Linked DNA regions of Zea mays: region 1 is linked to region 2. A link is a contact called in public Hi-C data. All regions are on one chromosome and are shown on one strand. The core of a region is the stretch at or near the end of the contact, and the rest is flanking DNA. Distances in the headings are between cores, read along the strand shown. Region 1 holds the start of LOC103642918 (sulfite oxidase). Region 2 holds the start of LOC100191860 (Uridine kinase-like protein 2 chloroplastic).

Evidence for each region. A called contact is a pair of places that touch in the nucleus more often than the background predicts.
Region 1: a Hi-C map of bundle sheath shows a contact between it and region 2, with 2.3 times the contacts expected there. The contact joins the promoter of LOC103642918 here to the promoter of LOC100191860 in region 2. A contact is called at or near these places in 5 of 25 Hi-C or Micro-C datasets (bundle sheath, ear, leaf and 2 more).

What each region holds. Positions count from the first base shown.
Region 1 is chr1:198,202,003-198,208,179 of Zm-B73-REFERENCE-NAM-5.0, forward strand. It overlaps LOC103642918 (sulfite oxidase), which reads left to right and starts at 3,180. Exons shown (of 12, transcript NM_001353338.1): 1 at 3,180-3,405; 2 at 3,928-4,043; 3 at 4,134-4,196; 4 at 4,290-4,326; 5 at 4,426-4,507; 6 at 4,859-4,977; 7 at 5,065-5,160; 8 at 5,356-5,466; 9 at 5,544-5,645; 10 at 5,745-5,792; 11 at 5,904-6,119. The coding sequence starts at 3,331. It also overlaps the pseudogene LOC103645171.
Region 2 is chr1:197,935,399-197,941,978 of Zm-B73-REFERENCE-NAM-5.0, forward strand. It overlaps LOC100191860 (Uridine kinase-like protein 2 chloroplastic), which reads left to right and starts at 3,743. Exons shown (of 14, transcript NM_001137284.2): 1 at 3,743-4,015; 2 at 4,142-4,233; 3 at 6,370-6,439; 4 at 6,531-6,580. The coding sequence starts at 3,829.

The DNA of each region.
Region 1 (6,177 bases), core at 1,930-4,429, 270 kb after region 2:
GCACGTTCTGCCGCATCCAGACCGTCCAACCCGCATCCAACGCCCCTGCCGCGCTCGTCCCTCCCGCGCTCGTCCCTCCCGCAGCAACCGCGCCTTCGCACGCATGTGCCGCAGCCCCCGCAGCAACCGCGCCTTCGTTGCCCCCGCAGCCGTTGTTCTGCCTCTCGCTTCCCTCCCAGAATCTCGGTCGCGCCATTCAGGGACTCTCCATCCCTGCCTCCGCCATCATCGCCCCACGCTCGCGCTCCGTCGATGGAAGGCGTCATTCTAGGGATCCTCCGCGGCTCCACTATCCTCCGAATCCTTGGCCCGCTCGTGATATCCCCACGGCCCCGCCGCTCCCACCCCTGTCCTCCCGACCTCTTCGCCGGGTCCTTGTTCCCGTCGTCGACCGTGGCCCATTCCACCAATCGGCATCACCCTGGTCTCCGACCACCAGCCCCGCTTTAGTTCGCCACTCCCTCCCCGTCGGTGCGGCGGCCGTCGCCGGTGCTAACGCCAAGAACGTCTCCCCGCCGCCGGTGGCGGTGGCATGGCCAGGGGAAGGAGGGGCGGAGGAGGCCGTGGCGAGGGGCAAGGAGGAGTGGCAGCTCACGCCGCTTGACATGGGCCTTGGCGCCGGCGAGGGGTGGGACATCGCCGACGCCGTGGCGCCGCCGGGGCTCGCCCCCGACCACACCTTCCTCAGGTGGATCATCGGCGGCGAGGACGCGTCTGCGGCCATGGGGTCTGTCATGGACTCGCCGGTCCTTGAGCTGGACCACGCGCCGTCCATGATGTCGCTGGCGTTCGGTTCCACCATGCCGTTCGCGCCGACCATGGAGGACGCCAAGCCGGTGCCCTTCGGCCACACGCCCAACTTCTTCGGCTCGCACCCGTCCCTGGACGCGGCGCCGTAGCCGAAGCGACCCACCCGATGGCCGGCGCGTACAAGGCCTTCTCCGAGGTGGCCCCCGTGCTCCAGTTCGCGCACCTCACCTGCAGGCTGTGCTGGACGAGCTTGGGGCCGCCGGCCGCATCCACGTGCTGGACCTGGACATCGGCACGGGCGAGCAGTGTGCGTCGCTGATGCAGGAGCTGGCGTAGTGCTGCCCCGCGGCGACGCTCAAGGGGACTGCATTGGTGTCGCCGGCGTCGCACCACCTGCTGGAGCTGAACCTCATCCACGAGAACCTGTCGGGCTTCGCCCGCGAGCTCGGCATGTTCCTCCAGTTCGCGACGTACAACGTGGACGCCCTGGATCCCGCGGAGCTGGTGGCCATCACCAGCGGCGACGCCGTGGCCGTCCACCTCCCCGTGGGGTCAGCCCACGTGGCCGCAATGGCGGCCGTGCTCCGCCTCGTGAAGCGGCTCGTCACCAAGGTGGTGGTGTCCGTGGACCGCGGCTGCGACCGCACGGAGCTGTCGTTCGCCACGCACCTGCTACAGGCGTTCCAGCCTTGCGTGTCCCTGCTAGACTCCAGCGACGCCATGGGGGGCGCGGACGCCGAGGCGGTCGGCAGGATCGAGCGGTTCATGGTCCAATCCGACGTGGAGCTGACAGAAGTGTTTACGACCATTATTTTGTTCCATCAGATGCTGCTGGTACCCAAAAAAAAACAAAACAAAAAAGAAGAAGCTAGGATCATTCGCACCGCTAGGATGCAAGTTCTAATCCCTTGGGGTTACTGGATCCGCCTAAATTTTTTGCTTAAGTGAACTAGAGTACCTTTTGTTAAGTTGTATGATCTGACAGAAAGAGAGAAATAAGCTAGACTCGTGCAGTTAACGGACCCTTTGGCTTGGTGTGTGCACTGCACTGCACCCATCGCGAAGCTTAAAAGTGGGCGCATTACAGGCGAAGCAGAGTTGCTAAACCAAGCAAGTTCCAGTGTCTAGCCCTCCCCTAAAAAAGCACTTATGCTTCCAACTCCTATCTGGATTGACGTAGGATTCTACATGAATAAAGCTATAGCAGGAGCCTCGACTTTAGCACACAGTACGTTCGCACGAGGGAGAACGGCAGCCACAGAGAGAGAACTCGACGCCGGAAGCCAGGCAGAAGATCCCACACCGGGCCGCTGAACCAAGAGAGCGTGGAGCCGGAGCATGTGGGCCACGGAGAAATTTTAGCTGTGTCCCTGTGCGGTCGGGCCGTGCTGTGCTGTCTGTCCTTCGCAGTCCACAGCTCTGCTCAGCTCCCTCTGTTATCCTAGCTGCAGTGGCCCGTTGTCACGAGCAGAGAGCTGCCTGCACAGGCAGGCAGGCAGCAGCCTATCCTAACTGCAGTGGCCAGTTGGCCGCGCGCGACGAGGCTCTTCTGTCCGTGTTGCTTTTCCCTACGTGCGAGTGGAGTGGACTGAACATCTGGACCGGTTGTGTGGTAGACGGGGCCGGTGCTGCACAAGTACCTGTGACACACGCGACGGTGCTTGCCTCTGTCTCCACGTTGTTACAAAATATTGCAATTGTGACCAATACAAGGGGTGTGTCAGATTTTTCCCAATTGATATACTACTTAGGATGTGTCCCTTCATGTGAATATAAATAGGACATCCCTATGATAAAGTATCAACGACTATCATTCTCCCTATCTCGTTTTCACTAATAACAGAGACTTATCGACATTTCTAAAAAATTAGATTAGTTTACAAGGTGTCGACATTTGCTTATGATTAAACATTCTATATTTACTCTTTAGAAATAATTTATGCGATATTGATAATATTTGTTCTACATAAATTCAATTTATAATAATATTACGTATTTATATCATTCCATATTATGTTTAAGCACGAATTTTATCGTCAACATTATGCTCATGTTGCCCGTCGTCAAGGTCCTGAGCTGTTATACACTCATCAATTTGTGTTTCGTAGCATCGCACGGGTACGTACCTAGTTACCTATAGATAGACAGGTATAAGTAGTACCAACCTGTACCTGTCTAACCAATGGATAGAGGTTCTTGGCTATTAAAATATCCATAAATAGAGAAATTATTCTATATAAAATCCGTCAGTTATTTAGGTTTCGGTTACCATTGTCCTCTCTAATCCAAGGCAGGAATATTTTCTGAGTGTCGTCGAGGAGCCCACATGTCATGTCACGGAAATATTAGGTCGGGGCTCGGGCGGGGCCGCCGGCCTCGCCCTCGTCGCCGAGTCACCACTCACCACACACCAAACAAAGCAGGGGCCAGGGGAGCCCACTTCGAGGCCGCGGCGTTGGCTGTCTCGGTGTCATCGTCTCCTCTCGTCTCGTTCTCTTCTCCTCACCTCCTTCGTTTCGCGGAGCAGAGCGAGCAGCCGGGACCGGACCTCCAGGGAGCGCACCGCGGAGGCTAGCGAAGATGCCCGGGCTCACGGCACCGTCCGACTACGCGGAGGAGCCGCCGCGTCACCCGGCCCTCAAGATCAACTCCAAGGTCAGCACTACTACCCCCCCGGAGATTTGAGTGATTGGGTTGGGTTGGTGCCTTGTGGTGTCGCTTTCGCGTCGATGGCAATCGGCGGATTCGTTTGTGGCTTGGCCCGGACGCGTCCGAGGGCATCTACGGCACCGGCGCGTTGATCAGACCGCCGCCGTTGGTGCTGCGCAGCAGCGGGTAGCGCTCCGCTGCCCGTTTGCGCAGTGATTAGCAAAGCGTGATGCAGCACGAGGTTTTGTAGTCTCTGATCAGTGTGGAAATAGGCTGCAGTTTCATTCTAGTAACAAGGCGAACGGGTATGTAATTTCGGCCGCAGTGCGCGGCACTTGGATTGGATATACTAGTTCTCTATTGTTGCCAGAATGGTGCAGTGTGTGTGTCTGCGAAGCTATTTCTGGATAATTGTAAGAGTGCCAAGAGCTTTTCCTGAATGAGTTTATATTTTAGTAGGAATTATTCATAAACTACACAGTAAGACACCGAAACGGGGGTAATCAGCGAGCATCATTCTGTTTGCAGGAGCCATTCAATGCTGAGCCTCACCGATCAGAGCTAGTCGCATCTTACATCACCCCAGTGGATTTCTTCTACAAGAGGAATCATGGACCCATCCCTAAAGTCGAGGACCTCTCAAGGTTTCTCAGCACAAGCTGTGAATTCTCATTTATCATTGTGATATGTTACAGTTTACCAAACACTGACACTTTATATGAATGGATCGACAGATACACTGTTTCCATTTCTGGTCTCGTCAACAAGTCCATTCAGCTATCGATGGCTGACATTTGGTAATGTTTAATGGTTTTATTCTAGTGACTAATAATGTGATATGAGTGTTCTTTGCTCTTGATTGAATAATTGACACAAAACTTTGCATTCAGGTCTCTTCCAAAGTACAATGTCACAGCAACTTTACAGGTTCATATATATGATTGCCCAACTAATCATTCTGTGACACATATATGTTAGTATGGCTAATAACCTAGGTGTATAACATTACGATCCTGTCATTTACAGTGTGCAGGAAACAGGAGGACTGCGATGAGTAACGTACGGAAAGTGAGAGGTGTTGGGTGGGACATATCTGCTCTTGGAACTGGTAAGTGACGAGTCCAGAACTGCCTTTGGTGAACCCATTAGTGGTATGCTCGTGTTAATGCTCAAGGGTAGTAACACCTGTGATTATGTGAAATCTTATGAGTTCTAGACTAGGAATAAGCCCTTACTGATTACTCTAGTATCAAACTAGCAGTTTGGGTGAACCTCATGAACTCTCATATCAACTAATTAATAACACATGTGCTACCGGATCATATGCAACACTGAAAAATTCTGTCTTCTGATTGCCCTCATAATTTTTTTAATTCTAGATACTAGCACTTTGCATTTGCTTCTTGACTAAAATGATTCCTAACAATAGTATATCTACTGATGTTTTGTATGGTTCCAGCAACTTGGGGAGGTGCCAAACTATCTGATGTCCTTGAGCTAGTTGGAATACCAAAACTCAGTTCAGTCACGTCTCTAGGAGGGAAACACGTTGAGTTTGTTAGCGTTGACAAGTGTAAAGTGAGTGTGCTGATCCTTATTGACTGGCAATCACTTTTATGGCAAAGCCTCCCTGCTAGTGTCTTATTGTTTGTGTCACTGTGTCAGGAGGAAAAAGGTGGTCCTTATACGGCATCTATTCCATTAAATCAGGCAACAAATCCTGATGCCGATGTATTACTTGCATATGAAATGAATGGAGAGGTGGACAGAAGATAACTTTTCTTTGCATAACTGAAATTCAACTTCAAACAGTCTCGATATTATGTTTAAGTTATTCTTCAAAACAGTAGTTTCTTTATTAATGCTGTTGTGCCATTCAGCTACCTGTTTGCCTTTTCAGTATTCATTTAATCTGGATTTATTTTTAATTTTCGTGCTATAAACTACCATGTGTAGGTACTCAACCGAGACCACGGATACCCGCTCCGGGTTGTTGTACCTGGAGTTATTGGTGCACGCTCTGTAAAATGGCTGGACAGTATCAACGTAAAAGAGGAGGAATGCCAGGTTTTCCGAAACTACGGATACAATGCCTTTATCGTCTTTATTTTCTGTGTTCAAAACTGACTGCTATTCTTAACCAGGGGTTTTTTATGCAAAAAGATTACAAAATGTTTCCGCCAACCGTGGACTGGGACAACATTAACTGGTCAACTAGAAGGCCACAGATGGATTTCCCTGTGCAGGTAGGTATGCTGCGTGCATGCATCAGTGGTTCGTCATTGCTGATATGTGCTGCTAGGTTTCTGAAGAACTTACTATGTTCGCTTACTTTGATCGTCTAGTCTGCTATCTGTACACTGGAAGATGTAGATGTTATCAAGGAAGGACAGGTCAGTATGTTTCCATAACAACACATACTCTGAGACTGAATCCTGTGCGAGTACCATGGGCAGATTTCAAAGAATTTTTCTTCACACACCGCTATGCTTTGCTCGCTGCAGGCTAGGATTGCTGGATATGCACTTTCAGGTGGTGGCCGTGGCATTGAGAGAGTGGATGTATCAGCTGATGGGGGTAAGACCTGGGTCGAGGCTCGTAGATACCAGAAAGACAATGTGGCGTATGTGTCAGATGGACCTCAAAGTGATAAGTGGGCTTGGGTTCTCTTTGAGGCCACATTAGACGTACCAGCGAATCCTGAGATCGTAGTTAAGGCGGTAAGTGAAGTCTATCTTGACACACTATTTCACTCAACTTAGAACAGTTTGTGAGAAA
Region 2 (6,580 bases), core at 2,493-4,992:
ACGAGGAAAAATACAGTTTGTTAGGTTTGTTGTATAGAGCTTGTACCATAGGTAATCAAGTGAAAAACACACCGTCATCAGAAGCAAATAGAAGCAGCAGTAGCAAGCATAGCTGCAGAAGCAAGCAACAGCAGGAAGCAGAAGGTTGCTTCTCTGCCTCACCCACGCACACGAGTACACGACCAGCAGTCTAGCACCACTGTGTCAGGAGAATTGCAGAAGCAGCAACAACAAGCAGCCCTATTCACAATATAAATAGCAAAAGCAGCAAGAAGCATCACCAGGCAATGAGGCAGCAACAAATAGCCTTGTTCACACTATAAATAGCAAGAGCAGCAAGCAGCAAGCAATGAAAGAAATGAAAGGACTGAAGCTTGCAGGGGAGTCAAGTGGGTTCCTAATTTTAAAGAATTGAAGCTATGCAAACTAAAATTTAATGACACCTATTTATAGTGGAGTAATTTCATATTCTGAAAATGTACGATCAAGAATTAATATGATTCAACTTGTCTCATCATAAATTGGAAACCATAAATTAAAAGGGTAAAATGAAAATTAATTTGCATGTATACCAAACGCTGTAATGTGATCTCTATTGAAGGTCTCAGGTCCACGTCCCCTTTGAAGTATACCAACTCGCATCCAGACAACCAGTCACACTATGAGATCTATCCCATGGTGGGAAAGCAGCAAGAAGCATCACCAGGCAATGAGGCAGCAACAAATAGCCTTGTTCACACTATAAATAGCAAGAGCAGCAAGCAGCAAGCAATGAAAGAAATGAAAGGACTGAAGCTTGCAGGGGAGTCAAGTGGGTTCCCAATTTTAAAGAATTGAAGCTATGCAAACTAAAATTTAATGACACCTATTTATAGTGGAGTAATTTCATATTCTGAAAATGTACGATCAAGAATTAATATGATTCAACTTGTCTCATCATAAATTGGAAACCATAAATTAAAAGGGTAAAATAAAAATTAATTTGCATGTATACCAAACGCTGTAATGTGATCTCTATTGAAGGTCTCAGGTCCACGTCCCCTTTGAAGTATACCAACTCGCATCCAGACAACCAGTCACACTATGAGATCTATCCCATGGTGGGCTCCTCTCTGGGATCCGATACTTGAGAAGAAGAACCAAAATCAAAGGAAAAAGAGGTTAGCCTATAACAGTTAACATGACCGAGGAAGAAACTAAGTACAACCGTAACACAGATTTAGTTGACCCCTTTGTAGAGCAAAGGTTTGAGTAAAACAACAGATAACGCGCACACCCAAGGAGGCCTTGGCAAGATCTAGGGCACGAACGGTCTGAGCAGCAAAGCGAAGGACTCAGACAGTAAGGATCTAAAAATGCCAAGAGGGGAGGGAGAGCACAGAGGGAGGCATGTAATAAAGTGAGACGAGGTACTTCCCCTGTTGTCGCGGACCAGAGAACAGCGTCGGAGGCTCGGTGCCCATGCCGCGACAGCGCAGAAGGCTGGAGACGCCGTGGATCCGTGCGACGTCGAATTCGACGAGGGGAACACACCAGCCTACGACCTCTCCCGCAGTAGCTGCGTGTGGGTCCGCGCGTAACCAGGCCTAGCATATCAGCGGCAGAGCGCCTCCGAGGCGAAGCTGGCCGCGGCAAGCCAACCTGCTGATAAGAACGAAGTCCGACGTGGGCGGAGCACGACCGGGTTGGAGCGGATGCGGGGCCCGCCTGCCAGATGCCAGCGCCTCTCCCGGAGAGCCGGCAGCATGTGGCCACGCCCACGCACAGCAACGGATGCGAGCTGCTTGCGCGGGGAGCTGACACAGCGACGGATAGGGGAGGGGAGGCGAGACGCTAAGACACGTGCGTAGGAAGCTCACGCGACTGTCACGTGAGGCCGATCTGGTGCGCGTGAAATGCGGACAGGCCTCCAAACCAGAGCGGCTTTTAAGACTTTAGATTCTATATATTTGTCTTACGGGGCGTTTGGATCCCTTCATTTTAGAGGAATTAGAATTCACTCAATAAAGTAACTTATTTAGTTTGGTATTTGACATTCCACCACTTTCCAAAGTTCAGATATAAGCCTATCTCAAATTCATGGGGTGGAGGGTGGGAAATGATTTTATTCATTAGTAGAATTGGTTTCTAATCTATAACTTACATGACACTCTTCGTCTCACTCCTATATAATAAAAATGTAGCACATAAATATCTCTGACATCTTGATAATGATAGTATACAAATATATTTTGCATAAAACCGAATTAGCTTAATTGATATATGCTTAAATTACTATTATTAGAATGGAATTCAATTCCAATGATCCAAACGGGGCGTTATCTTTTTTGGATACGTAGAAAAATATTCAGATCTGTCCGATTTATTTACTGGGTCAATGAGACTAACGTTTAGAGAAAACAATGAGTAGACGTATGGTCCTCTAAATTAGCGTTGAGATCGAGCACGAGGCCATGCCAGATCAACACCAAAGCCGGATCGGCCGCCTACTCCTCCCATCATGATGTGGGGAGGAGGTGTAAACTATCCAGTCGTGCTACCGTGCAGCAGTATAAAGTAGTGCACATTTTAAAAACACATCGAAGAACAGCAGCGCCTTCCACATTGATGCGTACGATCGCACAATGTTGGGCTGGTTGTTTTTTTATTAGCTCGATCTTATCCTCGATGACGATGGAGAGCAGTTGCTGGGTTTGGAGCAGCATGTGTCGTTCTTGCGCCAAGTGTACCCAAGTCATTATTTATATCCCCCTCGTGAAGTCGTCATCCGATTCCTTTCCCACTAAGCAACACCATTTATAATTTTATACTGTGCCATTGACCAGCGCGCGTATGAACAACGAGGAACCAAAATACTAATAGCCATGACTATTTACACTTATAATACTATAATATTTAAGAATACTATAATGTCTCTAAAAGATGTTCGGTTAAACTTTGTAAAACATTGTTTTGAATACCTCAGTATAGCCAAAGCTATACTATATTTCTGAGTATTTCTCATATAGTCTAGACCAAAATTCTATAAACTGTAGACCATAATATTCTAAAACGTAATATAAAAATGGTATATATTATTATACTACTGGTAGTAATCGTCAAGGCATCATCACTTATACATCTGGTGCTGCATTATTTTGGCCGGTCCTTTCGCATCTGTCGTCCCCTCTTTGTCACGTGTTTAAGGGCGTGCTCCACATGTCAGTCGCAGGGATGCGTGTGGGCAGTGGACACCGCTTGCTCCAGCAAATGGGATGAGAGTACCTGAAGCGATCCTACTCTATTTTTTTTCAAAAAAAGGGAAAAAAACTCTATCCCTTTTCCTAGTACATAAATGCACTCCTGCCGTCCTGCGGCGAGTGGTCAACATCCCCAAATCCCCTTGCACAGTACGCAGATATGCAGTGCATGGCCACGGTCCTGCATTTCATCTGCATCGACATTGAATGCCAAGGAAAAAAAACGAATCTCAGAAAAAGCTCGCATGCTAGCAGTTATAGGCGCTCAGAAAAAACCAAAAAAGGGTCCGACGAAACCAAAATGGACCAGCAACTTCAAGGCTAGGAACCGAGAATGTACCTTTTCATATTCCCCTGCTCTACAACTCCCCCCCCCCCCTGCTCGCGCGTCCCCTGCACCCATCCTTGCTGCACCACGTGGACAGTGCCACCCCGCTGGACCCGGCGGTTCATATAAACCGCCTCCACGCAACGGCCTCCTCCACCAGGCTAGCTCCCCCACCCAAAAGCCCCACCTCCTCCCCGTGTCAAAACCTCCAAGTCGATCGCCCAGGTGGCCGGCGAGGCGGCAACCGCCGCCGTAGAGACGATGGAGGACGCGTTGGGCTCCGCGGTGGGTCCCCACTTCAGCGGCCTCCGTCTCGACTCGCGCCGCCTCTCCCTCTCCCCTTCCTCCTCCCCCTCCCGCTCCGCCAGCGGCAACGGCACGCTCGTCGCCGCGCCGGGGCTCGCGTTCCCCAAGGCGGAGGACGGGACCAGGAAGCCCTTCGTCATAGGTATGCGCCCTGCCTCGCAGTCGCCGAGACCGGCGGGCGATTGGCTTACCACTTCCTCTCTCGTTCGGGATTTTTCCCGCTGGTCTGGTTTTTGAGTTCTGGTGTCGTTCGCTGCTGGCTCTGAAGGCGTGTGTGGAGGCACCGCGTCGGGCAAGACGACGGTGTGCGACGCGATCATTCAGCAGCTTCACGACCACCGCGTCGCGCTCGTCAACCAGGTGTGGCTTCTCCTGCCCCTCGGTTTTGGCCCTGTTTCTCTGCTTTTGTGTGTTCGGATGAGCTTGCTCTACCTTTGGAGTTTGGACCTGTTCCGCGGCTGTGCTATCGATGCATTGGTGATTTGGTATGGCGAACTCTAGTGGTTTGTTTGTTTTGTGGATGCTTTGTAGATAACAGGTTCTCCTGCTCCTCGGATGGTTTTTTTTGTTGGTTTGTTTGTTTGTTCTGACTTCTGAGCTTGTTCTGCTTTGGTCCTGTACTGCGACTGCGATATCGATGCGTTTGTGTGGATAATGTGGGGAACTCTAGTTGTTTAAATTTTTTATGAATGACCAAACGCAGGTTCGGTTTCTACATTTGGAAACTGTTTATTCTATCAATGATGCACTTCCATGTAGGACTGAATGCTCTTGGTTGGGTGACTGAATGCTCTTGGTTGGGTAGATTATACACGGCTAGGTTGTTTGTTGGGATTTAGTTGGATCACACGGCTAGATTGTTTGTTGGTGATTTGGGTAGATTACACGGCTAGATTGTATGTTGCGTTTCTCTTACTCAATAACCTGAAATAGCCTTGGATATATTACTTGTTGCTGAAAATAAGATTGGACGCTAAACCGCTAAACCAATCACAGCTTATAATCTTCTTTTAACTTTAGTTTGGTTGAGGTGCGTTTCCACTACAAAGGTGATTGTTCAGAGCATAACATTAGTTTGGTTGGAACTTGGAACGGTTTACTCTGTCGATGCTATAAGTTGCTTCTGTTATATAAAATTGGTCATGGTTTGGGACTCAGATAGATTATATGTTGCTTTAGTCGTACGCAACATATAAAGCAAGGTGTACGACCTACAAGATGCTTTTAACTTGTGGACGATAATGTTTGTTTTGGAATGGCCATAATCTTCGTTATACTGAGGTGCTTTGTCACTACTCACTGGGATAGGAAGTGACCGTGCAGAACATCACTTGATGCAATATGTCAAAAAGTGGTGTGCCTAGACAAGTGCCTTGTTATTTTCTGTTAAATATTGCTTGAGTCTATTGAGTGTATCCTAAATAGCATGCAACTATCTGTGCAGTTTGCTTGAATTGTTATTTTTCTGTTCACTTTGAGATACCTTTTAAGTTTTTTTCCAGCAAATATGAGACCTATTGATTTATTAGAAGTCATAACATGAAATTTATTATGAGCATCTTATTTTCATTAGGCGCTTATACTTGTTTACAAGTATGCGCATGCATTTGCTATAATCATTGTCTACAATACATGTGTACAATGCTGCACTTGCATTCAACTATTTGTGTTCTCTTTTTGATGAAATAAGCATTACTATTTTGTTTTCTGTTTTTTGAACGCTGATCTGTGTGTTTGCAAGTTGCAAAGCATCCTGACGCAGGCTGACAGTTATCATTCAATGAAAAAGAAAAATGAAAAAGAAAATTAGTGAAGTAAGACACATTCTGCAAGGTGCTTTTAACTTTTGGGTCTTGTTTGTTTTAAAGTGGCCATAGTTTTTTTTGTTATGCTAACACTAACATGAAACTTGAGGTGCCTTGTCACTTCTCACTAAGAAGTAACTGCACAGTACCTGATGCGATAGGTCAAATATTGGTGTGCCTAGAGAACTGATCTGTGCGGTTTGTTTGGCTTGTTATTTTTGGTGTTAACTTGGAGATACCTTTTAAGTTTTTTAATGCAAGCAAAATGACACGTCGATTTATTAAAACTATGTTACATGAAATTCATTTTCATTATGAGCAGCTTGGTGTTCTTAATCAACATAAATTATCTATAATTGATTCACATGGATTTGCTCAAGTATCAGTTTAAGAAACGGTGCACAATGTCAACGTTGCATCTGCATTTCATTCGTGCTATTTTTTCAATGAAATAAGCACTATAGTTTTGTTTTCTGTTTGTTGAATCCTGATGCAGGCTGACAGTTGTAATTTGATGAATACCTGGCATTAGACTAATGGTTGCATCAAGAGATAGTAAACTATAAGATGGTTATGGTTATAGTAGGCACCTATATATAGTATATACTCTAAATAGTGCCAACCATAGAAGCACTGTTTCAGATGATTTTGAAATTGATTACAATTCACTTTGGGCTGTAACTTTTTGCAGGATTCATTCTACCATGGTTTAACTGAGGAACAGTCTGAGCATGTGCAAGACTATAATTTTGATCATCCTGGTACTTGATATGCAATCATGTGAAATCTGCTCTTCTTTTAGTTTCTGGGATTTATCTTAGCTCAAAGTAGTTTTCATTCTTTGCCTTGCAGATGCATTCGATACAGATCGACTTTTGGAGTGCATGGGAAAGCTAACAAGT